Linked DNA regions of Mus musculus: region 2 is linked to region 1. Evidence: chromatin contacts called from public HiChIP or PLAC-seq data. All regions are on one chromosome and are shown on one strand. Each heading gives the region's core, a stretch centred on a gene start, on an enhancer-like site or on the middle of the called end of the contact. The rest is flanking DNA. Distances are from core to core; before and after follow the strand shown.

Evidence for each region. HiChIP or PLAC-seq counts read pairs in DNA pulled down with a chosen protein or histone mark.
Region 2: a contact with region 1 is called in an HNF4G HiChIP or PLAC-seq map of pancreatic cancer cells. The contact joins two enhancer-like sites. A contact is called at or near these places in 1 of 39 promoter capture datasets (pre-B cells), 3 of 484 Hi-C or Micro-C datasets (the G1E-ER4 cell line, muscle stem cells and myocytes), 4 of 115 datasets of contacts at active chromatin or transcription factors (CD4 single positive thymocytes, double positive thymocytes, embryonic fibroblasts and 1 more) and 3 of 9 other capture datasets (adipose tissue, liver and pancreatic islet).

The regions. Positions count from the first base shown.
Region 1 is chr10:59,633,872-59,640,345 of GRCm38.p6, forward strand. No RefSeq gene overlaps it. Among named protein-coding and RNA genes, the nearest start is that of Mcu, 20 kb to the left of the region's middle. Within about 2 kb of position 4,895, at least 83 of the 459 cell types and tissues checked have an H3K27ac peak or open chromatin away from gene starts, as enhancers often do. A contact at or near this core is called in embryonic fibroblasts and pancreatic cancer cells, where this site is marked.
Region 2 is chr10:59,721,381-59,727,810 of GRCm38.p6, forward strand. All of the region lies in intron 1 of Micu1 (mitochondrial calcium uptake 1), which reads left to right. Among named protein-coding and RNA genes, the nearest start is that of Micu1, 22 kb to the left of the region's middle. Within about 2 kb of position 3,426, at least 49 of the 459 cell types and tissues checked have an H3K27ac peak or open chromatin away from gene starts, as enhancers often do. A contact at or near this core is called in embryonic fibroblasts and pancreatic cancer cells, where this site is marked.

The DNA of each region.
Region 1 (6,474 bases), core at 3,645-6,144:
AGTGTCTTTCTCTTCCCCTGACTCCTAATGAACTTCAGCTAACCAAGATCCTTTTCTATGACGCAAACAAATATTGAAGTAGATGAAATGGCAATGTTGAAAAAAATTCGATTTGAGATTTTCTTTAGGTAAGCCAAAAAGAATCATTCTGTCTGCCTCTAAGGGAACATTGACTGAACTGATATTAGGTAGAAGAGCCTTATAGCATTACAGCAATGGTGATTTTATGAAATTCAGCGATTCCATCCTGCAGCTCAGTGGTAAGGAATGTGGAGGCTTACACTGTCTTCAGGTCTAATGCTGGCTCATAATCACCAGCCTCATCACCTTCTATAATAGATTTTTTTAAAATCTCTCTAAAATGTTACTATGTAAAGAGAAATGTCCTTTTATTTTATACATTTCTATTTTATATATATTTGTTTATGTTATTGTATATATAGCCTTTTTATTTTATACATATTATATAAATTACATATTATATTACAATTATATTGGATATATCCTTTTTATTTTATACATTTTTATTTTAAAAATATATTTATTTTATTTTATATATCTATTTATATATAATTTATATAATTATAATATATTATTTATAAATTTTATTATTTGTATAAGATATATAATGTTATATATATATGTATGTATAATCATATATATGTATATATAACATATGTAATATATTATATGTACATATTCTATACTTTTTATTATAGAATTATTTTCACTAGCATTTTTAGGTACCTCGTGGTCTCTGAGTTTTGGCCAAATCAATTCTATTTGGAAAAGATATATTTATATTTATCTTTTATATTTATAAAATATAAAAGTTTATATTGCCACTGTCTCCAAAGGGTCTACAGAAAAAATATAGGTGGAGGAGATGCTTAAAGAAAACCAAGTCGATCCACGGGGTTGTTTGGTGGTTGAAAATTCTCCTCATGATGTGAATCATTGTTCCTAATCAAGAAGCAGTTTACTAATTCAGAGCATCTATACCATGTTAACTAGATAGCAAATACCTGGGCTGACAGCTGAGGATATCACTCAGTTGATCCTAGTTATGCCAGGATTTCTGCAAAGTGCTAAAGAAAGGTACGTAGGCAGCCAGGAATCTTGATCTCTAACAACAGCTGGCAGGTTGCCTCTAATCCGTTTAATTCTGTGTTTATGTCAAACCTGAATTTTGTTGGAATTTTCATGTATCTTATAGAGACAACAGAAGACTTGACAGATAAGTCATCTCCTATCCAATTGCTGAAAGAAGTGTTTATCCTTATAATGAACCATTTTAATTTGTTTTAAACACAGCATTTCATTGTATTATCTAGGCTGGCCTCAAACTGGACTTAAACATTCTTCCTGCATTGGCCTTCAAAGTAGCTGTGACTGCAGGCTCACACCACCACATATTTTAAGTTTGGGGTTACTTATTTTGAGACAGGATCTTACTGGGTAGCCCAAGCTACCTTTGAACTTGCTATGTAGCACAGGATAATTTTGAACTTGGGATTCATTTGCCTCTGCCTGCCACGAGCTGGAATTAAAGGCAAAGACGATTACTGTCTTAGTTAGGGTTTGACTGCTGTGAACAGATACCATGACCACGGCAACTCTTATAAGAGCAACATTTCACTGGGGCTGGCTTACAGGTTCAGTGGTTCAGTCCATTATCATCAAGGCAGGAACAAGGCAGCATCCAAGCAGGCATGGTGCAGGAGGAGCTGAGAGTTCTATATCTTCATCTAAAGACTGTTAGTGAAAGACTGACTTCCAGGCAGCTGGCATGAGGGTCTTAAAGCCCAGTCCCACAGTGGCACACCTATTCCAACAAGGCCACACCTACTCCAACAAGGCCACACCTCCAAATAGTGCCACTCCCTAGGCCAAGCATATTCAAACCATGACGATTACTATTACACTTGGCTTTTGATTAAGTTTTGGAGATGATAAGGAAAATGCATTTTGTAATAAATCTGTTACAGATCCAAAATCAGTCCCAAAGCTCTACTCAGAGATGTTGCTCAGTGGTAGAGCTTTAGATGTATAAGGAGCCCTGGTGTTTCCCTAATAGCAAATAATAATAATATAGAATAATAAGAATCCAGGCGTGGTTTTGCCTACCTGTAATTCTAGCACTTGAAACACAAGAGGATCATGACCCCAAGGCCTGCCTGGTCTATATAATGAGATCCTTTTGCTCTCTCAAAAGAGAAAAAGGATTCAAAGCTCAGACACAGACACAAATCATGTTTCTAAAAAGTAACCCAAGGTACAAAGAAGGCAGCCAAGTAAGACTTAAGGTACAGGGCTGGGCTGGGAGCTGACAGGGATCTTAGCAGGCATGTCAGAACTGTGGGTGCCTGGCAACAATGTTAGGGATTAGTAACCAGGAGACCAGAGTTGAAAACCAGACACTGCGGTTACATTGGTTACAAATGTACCCATGATCAACCTTGCAACTGCTTGATGACATATTTTTATTCCTTCATAAAAAAATATATATATATATATGGCAATTAACATATCAAAGAGTATCCGGGGATCTTAGACACTGAGGAATACTTAGTGAATAATACAGACAAAGACTTTGTGTAGTTTATATTCTATTTGGGGTTGGGATGGGAGGAATCTATCAACAAGTAAAGCACAGAGTAAGTTAATAGAAATGAGTCTATGTAAAAAATCCAAGTGGAAAATTCTGTGGGTAATAAGTGGAAATACAATTTTTATTCCTTTGCCTGTTTTTGAGACAGAGTCTCACTGTGTAGCCCGGCTCTCCTGGAACTCACTCTGTAGACCAAACTGGCCTCGAACTCAGGGATCTGCCTGCCTGCCTGCCTGCCTGCCTGCCTGCCTGCCTGCCTGCCTGCCTGCCCAATACTAGGATTAAAGGCGAACTCCACCACTGCCTTTTTAAACAATGTTCTGAGGAAAATGTTCTCTGGGAAGACGGTAAGGAAGAGCGGGGCAGGGCTGGCCAACTCAGCAGTGAAGTGCTGAGCTAGCCAATGAAAAGCCTCAGAGCTACAGGAAAAAGAAAAGAAACGAAACGAAAACCAAGCGTGTCAGTCATGACGGTCTTCTGGAGAAGACTACATATACTACATGGGACTCAGACTCTGCTGAGGTGTTCCTGCAGGGACCAGGGAGGACCAGGGAGGAACACAGGTAGTTGAGCGGCTTGAGCAGAGTGGTAGGTAAGGTCAGAAAAGTGGGGAGATTTGTCAATGATGTTGGGGTCCCTGGACCACTGTAACGATTTCCGGCTTTCACTTGGAGTGAGGTACGAGGCTGTCCGAAAATACTACACAGAAAGAAAGCACATATTGCAAGTTAAAAGGACCCTCCTGCTTTCTGCTTTCTGCTTTCTGCTTTCTGCGCATGTGCTCATGGTGCAAGGGTATAAGCAGGACCATTTTCTCAGGACAAAAGAATAACAGTTTGCACAGGCTGGGGGTGATGGAGAAAGAGAAGTGATGGAACCTGGATGTTGTTGGGAAGTGGAGCCATCAGGATGTGGCAAACATCTGGAACGATGGAATGAAATGACATGAGAGCAAGGGGCAGTCAAGTACAGCCTAGAAACCTAGAGAGAGCGGGAGGGGGAGGGAAAGAGGGAGGAAAAGAGAGAGAGAGATGTTTTTTTATCGAAATGGGGAGGAAAATGAGAAGGTTCTTAATCTTGCTTGAGGCACAACACCAGACACATTGCAGTCTTCGTGTTTGCTGTTAACCTAATCAAAATCAGTGTCTGTGTATTTGGGTCAAGAGTTGCTTTAGATAAAAAAGAAAAATAAATAAATAAATAAAATGACTTGTTAGCTTCCAGACTAAGCTTTTGTTTCAGACTCTGAGATAAATTTAAATCCAGTGATGTGCTACAGATGGTTTTACTCAAGAGCCAGGCTATTGGAAAAGCACTGGAGAAACTTAATACTTCTTAGGCATTACATCATCTGGATTTACAGGTGGGAAAGTACACTAGAAACAGAGGAGAACATACTTAAAAAACTCATTACTTATTTCCTACATTTCACTATGGTCTGGCTTCTGAAGCAACGTCCCAGAATGTGTCTGTGCAGTATAGTACGTACTGCCCCCGTGCCTCCCCTTCCAACAAGGCGCTGATTTCTGCGGCCATAAAAATAATGCTTAAAAATACTTAAGCCAAGTAATTATGCTCACTGTGAAGTTTTACCGAACTAGGGACATCATTTAAAAGAAAAGACAAAAAAAAAGGACTGAAACTTTAAAACTGAGCCAGTGAACACCAGTGCTAGATGTCAGGGGCTCTTACTGGGCCAGGAGACAGGGACTTAAGATGCAGGGACTGACAAATGCTAAACATTAGAGTGTGAGCAAGCTGGCCGTGTCTTATAAATACATGCAGGGATAACAGCATTACATTGTACTTCTCTTGCAGGTCTCCCCCTCTAGACAGCAAGGGTTGGGAACTAAAAAAAAAAACCTGAGTAGAACCTGCAGGAATTCCACACAGCTAAATGCTTTACATACTGATCCAGTTAGGAACTGCTAAGAGAGATGAGCATCCCACGTTCAATCAATGCTTTATAGGATTAAGCCTGAACCAAATCACCAGCCGTTAACAGGATAGACTAGTGGCTTCGGACTGCTTCTTTGTATATTTGGTATTATGGCCAAGATGAGGAGAAACGGGCTAGTCAATGCCGGTGAGACACTCATCGGCAGGCTTCTTTAAAAAGAGATGTCAAAGACTCTAAAGACATTGGTTACTTCAGTGAGGCGGCTAGAAAAACAACTGCAGTTTGTTGCTTTAATGTTACAAGAAAGGCAGCTGGGATCCAGAGAATAGTTGCGGGTTCCTGAGGGAAAGAAAGGGAATGAGTCATTTTGTTGGAGTGTGAAAAATAAAAAAATTGGAATGTGTCTTAAGGTCCTGGCCAAGACCCAGTGGACGATAACAGAGAGCGCAGCATTTAGTGCTCTGGTATTTCACTGTTAGGTATGCATATCAGAGCTGAGGGTGTAGCCCCATAGACAGCCTGCTTGCCTAGCACCTGTACGGCCATGGGTTCAACTCCTCAGCATCTTGTGTACTGGAGTAGTAGGACACATCTATACTCCTAACACTTGGATGGCGTACAAGCTGCTTTTGTTTGTCAACTTGACCAAGCTGAAGTCAACAGAGAAAGGAGCTTCAGCCAAGGAAATGCCTCTATGAGATCCAGTTCTAAAGCATTTTCTCAATTAGCAATCAATACAGGAGGGCCCAGTCCACTGTGGGCAGTACCACCCCTGGGCTGGTGGTCCTGAGTTTGATAAGAAAGTAGGCTAAGCAAGCCATGAGGAGCAAGCCAGTAAGCAGCATCCTCTATGGCCTCTGCATCAGCTTCTGCCTCCAGGTTCCTACCCTGTTTGAATCCCTGTCTTGACTTCCTCCAGGGATGAACTATGATCTGGAAGTGTTAGACTCTGAATAAACCCTTTCCTCCCCAACTTGCTTTTTTGGTTTTTTTTTTTTTTTTTTTTGGTTTTTTGTTTTTTTGGTGTTTCGTCACAGCAGTTCCAAACCCAACTATGACAGATGATCAAACATAGTGAGTTTGAGGCCACCCTGGGCTACATGAGAGCCTACAAAACAAAACAAAACAAAAAAAAGTACTCAGTGTTCTGTGGTTTCAGGAGCCTGAAACAAGAGGATCTGGTGTTCAAAGCCAATCCGGGATATATGGAGAGACTCTGTCTCAAAACTATACAAATGAGATATATTGTCCACAAGCATGGCAGTTACAACAAAGAAAAGCTGAACTTGACGAAAGAGGCAATGAGAAAAACTCCATTCTTGATCTGCAACTTTCTCCAGTCTTCCCCATTTTAAGGATTCCTGAGTGGTGCTAAAAACCATACTTCCCATTTTACTTGGATAGATTCATTCTCTAGCTCCCATCCTTGCTTACTGGCTTTTGATTTTGAACTTTCAATGTCTTTGTACTTTTCACATGTATCAGGATGCAAAGCTCTCTCCCCTGTCGCTCCGGTGCCACCATGGCGCCATTCTCCTCCTTCCTCTCCGCGATAATAACGAGCTGCAACTGTAAGCGAGCCCCTACTTAAATGCTTTCTTTTATAAAAGTTGCTTTTGGTCACAGTGTCTCTTCGCAGCAATTTGAAGTTGAGCGTGTACCAAGTGTTCCTGTCCACCGTTTTAACCTCTGGAACAAATATTCATGACCCTAAGTGGAGCACGACAAGAAATCTTTTCTTCTTCAACTCTGACCTTAAGTTGAGACCACTCAGGACTGCACCTGCCTCTAAAGTGAGGTTGTTTAGGCTTCTCACACTAAATCTTCCTGTTTCCTTTGTTTGGAGGGCAGGGCGGGCATTGCTTTAGAAATGGCCTCTGTGCTCTCCTTAACTCCTGCAGGTACCAAATCTTCCTCCACACCTATACTCCTTGACCACGCTTGTTTTTGTCTTTGTGTTCGC
Region 2 (6,430 bases), core at 2,176-4,675, 86 kb after region 1:
TTACACTTCCATGTCACAGTTCATCACCAGAGGAAGTCAGGACGGGCTCAAGCCGGCAAGAGCTGACACAGAGGCCATGGAGGGATACAGGTGAGTGGGTGCTCCCCATGGCTTGCTCAGCCTGCTTTCTTACAGAACTCGGGACCACCAGCCCAGGGATGGAGCCGTGCACAATGGGCTGGGCCCTCCCTTATCAACCACTAATTAAGCAAACCCCTTACAGCCTGATCTTATGGAGGCATTTTCTCAGCTATTGTTCCCTCCTCTCTGGTCACTCTATAGCTTGTGTGAGCTGACATAAAACCAGCCAGCACAGTAGGTAGGCATCAAGCAGAGAGAGCCAGTCGTAGGAAAGTGGAAGGAGGCAAGGAAGAACAGCTGTTAGACCCATGTAAAGCACTGCTGCTGCTGCCTGTGGCCAAACATGATCTCACTTGCTGCCTAAAAAAAACAACCTGGAGAAACATTGCCCTTAACAGCCTGACCACTCGCGCTTACACATGTCAACTATAGCATGTGTGCGTGCCTTTGAAAAAAGCTGACTGCCATGTAGGCTTCTGGAAGCTCTTGCTGCTCATCCCACTGTGGCTTCGGAGTGTAAGTGAGACTGCAGCTGGACCTGAGGGAAGGCTTTCGGGAACCATCCTGGCTTCAGTGCCCTGGTGACGTCTCTCTTCCACTCTCGCTGGTGTCCACCAGTGACATCGCTTCTTTCCCTCTCCATCTGGTATTGAAGATCTTATTCTAGAAAGATTCCCACAACTTATCAACAGAATGAGGAGAATGTGATGTTATAGCATGCATGGACAGTCATCACTTATTTGTGAGGATGCATTCTGAAGTGGTTCATGAACACTGTAGAGTTACAGTTACATAATCTAAGGTATCATTGAGCTTGTGTGTGTGTGTGTGTGTCTGTCTGTCTGTCTGTCTGTCTGTCTATGTAAGTAATGAGATAGATAATTTCACTATGTAGTCCTGACTAGTCTAGAACTTGATATGTATGTAGACCAGGCTTACCGTGAACTCCTTGAGATCCACCAGCCTGTGCTTCCCACGTGCTGGGATTAAACAATCTGAGCATCCATTCACAGATGCAGACCATGACCCAGAGTGGTGTCTGACTATGTTGAGGGTAAAGGAGTAATTATATTTTCAAGGGCTTCTTAAAATCAAGCAGGATCAGGACAGACATTAGCTAGGGTTTGACAATATGAAGACTACCCTGATAAGAATGTCATATCAATTGTGATAACAGTAAGAGTGGCGTCGGGTGGATCAGCCGGGCTGAAAATCTCACTGTGGTGAGTTACACAGAGGCTGGAATCTGAGGAGAGACCACTGAGGAAAGATGCCACTGAGTAAGCACAGAGTGGTGAGGCAGTAACTGTCGGGTATGGGCTCAAGTGAGGACATACGTCTTTTTCATTTTATTTATTAAGTCAGTAATGTGTGCAGGCTAGTGCCACATCGTGCCTATGGAGGTCAGAGGACAGCTTTGGGGAGGTGGTTCTCTGTCCTGTATGGGATCTGAGGAGCAAACTCAGGTCAAGGTTTTACACACAGACACTTGGTGTGCCATCTTGCCAGACCAGAGAAGGATTTTTTTTTAAAATTTTAAAATATAACAGAATATGTGTCTATATAGTAATATTTTAGAGTTCCAATAAAAAGAAAAGATCTAGAAAGAGAGTTTCTTTTCCCTCACCTGTAATTCCTTTTACAGTTTGCCTTTTGTAATCATTCTCTGGAGACTGCCCTCCTGTTAACTCGGATTTGCCTTCAAGATGCTCTGCTCGTCTGGTGTACTAGTGACTCTGGTTCCAGCTACTCAGAAAGCTTGAGGCAAGAGCATTGCTTCAGTCCAGGAGCTTGAGGCCAGCCTGGGCAATGTAGTGAAATCCCATCTCAACAGTGACAGGCGTTCTGTGAGACTAAGGCACTTCAGCTCTCTTGGTAGACTGTGTACCAGAACCCTGATCATGCTTGTGGACTTGGGGGCTTAATGCTGCTGCTGAGCCATACACACAACTCAGTGTTTTCAGCTGGCTACTTATAAAATGGGTGGGGAAGGAAAACTATTATTCCTTTAGCTTCTCCAAGGTCTTCAGTTGGGCTCATTGGAATGAAAAATAGATTAGTGGAGGAAAGAAAATAAAATGGCAGGTTATTAACATACGTATGTCATCTACATATAGGAAAAATGAGTTCATTTCAAAGAGTGGACCTTAAAATTAAATTCAATCTTCTGCTGAAACCAAGGGTTCTTTTGCCTGCACCTCCTGTTCTGAAGGAGGAGCTCTGGGATTTCAGGTGTACACCACCACGTCTGGCTTTTTGAAGGTGGGTTCTGTCAGGCTTGCTCTGTGTCCTCTACCCTCTGAGCCCTCGTTCTACCATCCCCCAACCCCCATCGTTCTCCAGGGCTGCTTCTCTCAGGCCATGCTTTCTTATTACAAGAGATTTTTTTTTCAAAGAAAAAATTTCTCTCTCTCTCTCTCTCTCTCTCTGTGTGTGTGTGTGTGTGTGTGTGTGTGTGTGTGTGTGTGTGTGTGTGTATGTGTGTGTGTGTATGTGATAAAAACTCTTCAGTTTGGCACTCAGAGATCTTCCCGATTGAGATCAGCCACACTCAATCAGGAAGATCTCTGAGTGCCTGATCTAGTCTCCCGGTCTTGCCAGAGCAGCTCTTCAGCTTGTGCGCTGGCTCTACTCCTCTTTGTCACCTTGAGAATCCCCTAGGGCCCTTTCCTTCTGGTGATGACCACAGTCCCTCCACTGTGTGTGCTCTTTGTGCTCTTTGTTGCTGTTGTCAGAAGCAAAGCTATTCATATCTACACATGCGCACATCTGGGAAATGGTCATTTAAAAATGAACCAGAAAAGGAAAGAGTAAGAAGTTATATGGTAGGAGGAAAAGATAAGGGTTGGCCTCCTTTGGATTTTATTAGCATATGTGCAGAAATGGGAGATGAGCTCTGGGATGGGGGAGGGGAGGCTGCTGGAATTGTGTTTCTGAAGCTTAAGTCACAGAAAGTAAATGTGTCCCCATTCTGTCTATATGGACAGCAGATAAAGTTCCTGCGTTGACAGTGAGCCTGGCCTGGGATCCTCCCTCAGTCTCAGGGAAGAGTCAGTAACAGGCCAGTGACTGGATCTGACATGAGTCCCGATAGCCAAACACAGTTATTTTAGTAAATTAGAGGTTGTTAACATACATAAATATTAGGAGTAAGGACCTGTGTAATTAATACTACACAGATGTTTCTCTTGTGGAAATAAATAGTTAAATAGTCTATGCCTAGCTGTGCCCAACTGTGTGTCTACAAAAGGGGGAAAAACATTTGGAGGAACTCAGAGCTGAGTCAGGAAGCAGGTCTCTGGGTAAATACATTGCCCTGGGTAGATGCATGCCAAGTCCAGGGTCATTTAAATTACAGAGCAGTGTGCTATGCAGGGTGGACACCATGCATGCACAGAGGGAGAGGTGACTAACTCAGTGCATTCCTTACCAAAGGTTAAGTAAGGGCTCTGCCTTCCTGTGGAGAGAGAGAAGGAGGAAGGACCAGTTGTGGCCTCCAGGTCATTGCTGAGAGGGAAAAAAAAATCATTCTCCATTAATTCTCTTGATAGAACTGTCTAAAAAGAGCCTAAGGTTTGGGGCTGTCCCTGACTTTCTGCCCTTCCATCAGAATTTTGAGCTGATCTGAGGCTGACAGTGAAGAGAGATAAAAGCTGACTGAGCGCCTCTGCCACTTCTAGTCTTTGTTGCTGTGTCGATGTCTGCATGTGGAGGCCAGAGGCCAGCCTCGGTCTTGGCCATGTTCTCTAGGCACCATCTACCATCTGGCTGTGGATTTTTTGTTGTTATTGTTGTGGGGTTTTGTTGTTCTTGTTTTGTTTTTGAGACGGGGTATCCCTGGCCCAAAGTTTGTCAAAGCTGCCCAGTGATCTATCTGCCTGTCCTGATTTATTTTGTTGGGTTTTAGTTATTGTTTTGAGACAGGGTTTCACTGTGTAATCCTGGCTGTCCTGGAACTTACTATGCAGACCAGGCTGGCTTCTATCGCCCAAGTGCTACTATGAAAGGCACGCACCAGTCTGCGAGGCTTACAAATCAACATGGACTCTGGGAGCTGATAAGATCCTTGTGTTTGTAAAGTACCATGGAGCCCTCCATGACTCCCTCGCGCCCATTTAGAATTTGTTTGTACTTCGTTAGGTAGCATTTTAGAAATGCCGTTTTAAAATGTTTCAAGGAGCCGGCAAGATGGCTTAGCTGTTAAAGGCCCTTGCCACCAAGCCTAACAGCCCAAGTTCAATATCTGGGATATACCTGGGGATAGAAGAGAACTGACTTCTGTCAGTTTTCCTCTGGCCTCCACACATATGCCATGGCATCTGTGCATGTACACACACACACACACACACACACACACACATGCATACTCACACACACACACTTAAGCATGTAATAAAAATGTAAAAAGAATGTTTCAAATATGTCTTGCTTCCTTAGAACCTAAACTATTGGTCATCTTTCAGATGACTCTCATGGCCGGCCAGCATGGATTTAATCAGGTCATTTTTAGAAAGTGCCTTAGTCACTCTGTTGGATGTTGAATTTGTTCTCGGCTGAGGCCGTGAAGAGCCCCCAGTTTTTGTGGCTCTCACTGTCAGACATCTTTTCTCAGCAGCGACCTGAAGGTCTGCCATGCTCAGCTGTTTCAGCTGGAGCGGACAGTGATTTGTTCAAGCCTCTTTCTTGTGGAAGCCAGGTGGAAGGGCCAGTGTCTACTTCCAGAATGGTCTCTAGGTGTCACAGAGGAAGACTAACAGCAGCATGTGCTAAAAGGACTTTGCAGAACTCCTCTGTGTTCCTCGGAATGAGGGACACGATGAGACACGCACCCCAAATTAAAAGATTAGGAAAGCAGAGTTCGCCTCTGGGATGCGGGCTGTGAAGTTGAGTGTGTGTTGAGCAGTAATACGAACAAATATGGATGTGTCTGTCTTATGATGGAAAAAAAAGTCTATTTAGAGTTAGTCAGCAGGACCCAATGGGAAGGGTATTCAGGAGGGACGCAGGCCTCCTTTCCTTCAGAGCTCATCGGGTGACACAAGAGCTTCTGCACAGCTGTGTCAGGCATCCTTGACATCTGTAGGGAGCACGGGTGTGCTGTCTTCCGTGCTCCTTGGGGGAGCTTGATGATTTTCAGTGCCCAGGCTTATTTCTCTTGAGGGCGCCCTTCAGACAGTATGTGAGCTGCTTCCGTGTCCAGGCTGCCAGGAAGGTGGGTGTCATGCACTCTGGTTTGCTCTATGGATGTCAGCACAGCGTTCTCAGCCTTTGAAACCTTGTTTTGGTGATTGAGAAGGGCAGGGACTTCACTCTTGGTACCATCTTGATGAGGTCCCAATACTAAACAAAACGTTAAAGCAGTGGTTCTTAGCCCAGAGGGTTCTCTAATGACCTATTAACAGGGGTAGCATATCAGATAGTCTGCACATCAGATATTTACATTATGATGCATAGCAGTAGCACAATCACAGTTCTGAAGTAGCAATGAAAATAACTTTATGATGGGGGGGAGGTGTCACCACACACAAGTAACTGTATTAAAGGGTAGCAGCATTGGGAAGGTTGAGAACCACTGCATTGAAGGAATTTCTTTCTTTAGTATTTATATTTTAACTGTGACATGAAAAGAATCTGGTAGGGAGGGAGCTTTCCCAGGGCTAGCAGTGAGAAAGGGTTAAATCAAACTTCAATGGCTTTAATGGAAGCACCTCTCAGCATTAAGGCATGAAATAGCAAGAACTTCCAGCTACAATGTGGCACCGTCTAGCTTCAAGCTCTGGACCCCACTGCTTTCTCCCATGGATTTTCAGGCGCGAGTCACACTTGAGCAACTTTCTCCCTTTAAATTTCCTGTTTCTCACCAGGAGCCGGGCGTGCAGGGGGAGAGCTGTCCCTTCTGATTCTGTGTGCTCTCATTGTTACTTCTGTGCTGTTCGCACCTCAGTGGGACATTCAGGAGCTTCCCCTGATCCAAGTGCCTGACCAACAGATTCTCCTGCCATGAGTTCTTGTGGCTTTTCCTGGCATTCCCCCAAAATGGCTTTCTAGTACATTTTGCTGATATGATACCTCGGTAAAATTCCCAAGTTTCCATAGTTTTGTCCTCTCCATAAGATCTGGGAATCATCCCTGGTTGGGCTGGCCCCTTTGGATGCTCTCCATTAGGCCTGGAATCCATGGCTGCTTGAGCTGCCATCTCTTTACATCTGGTTAACCCTCCTGTTAGAATTAACTGTATTTTAGATCAGGATTTCTCTGTTTAACTTAGCACGTAGTTTCTGTCTTCAAATTTAACTTTGATTCCTTTGAGTTATAAGTAGTTAAGTAGTAGCTCTGTTCTCATAAGTTG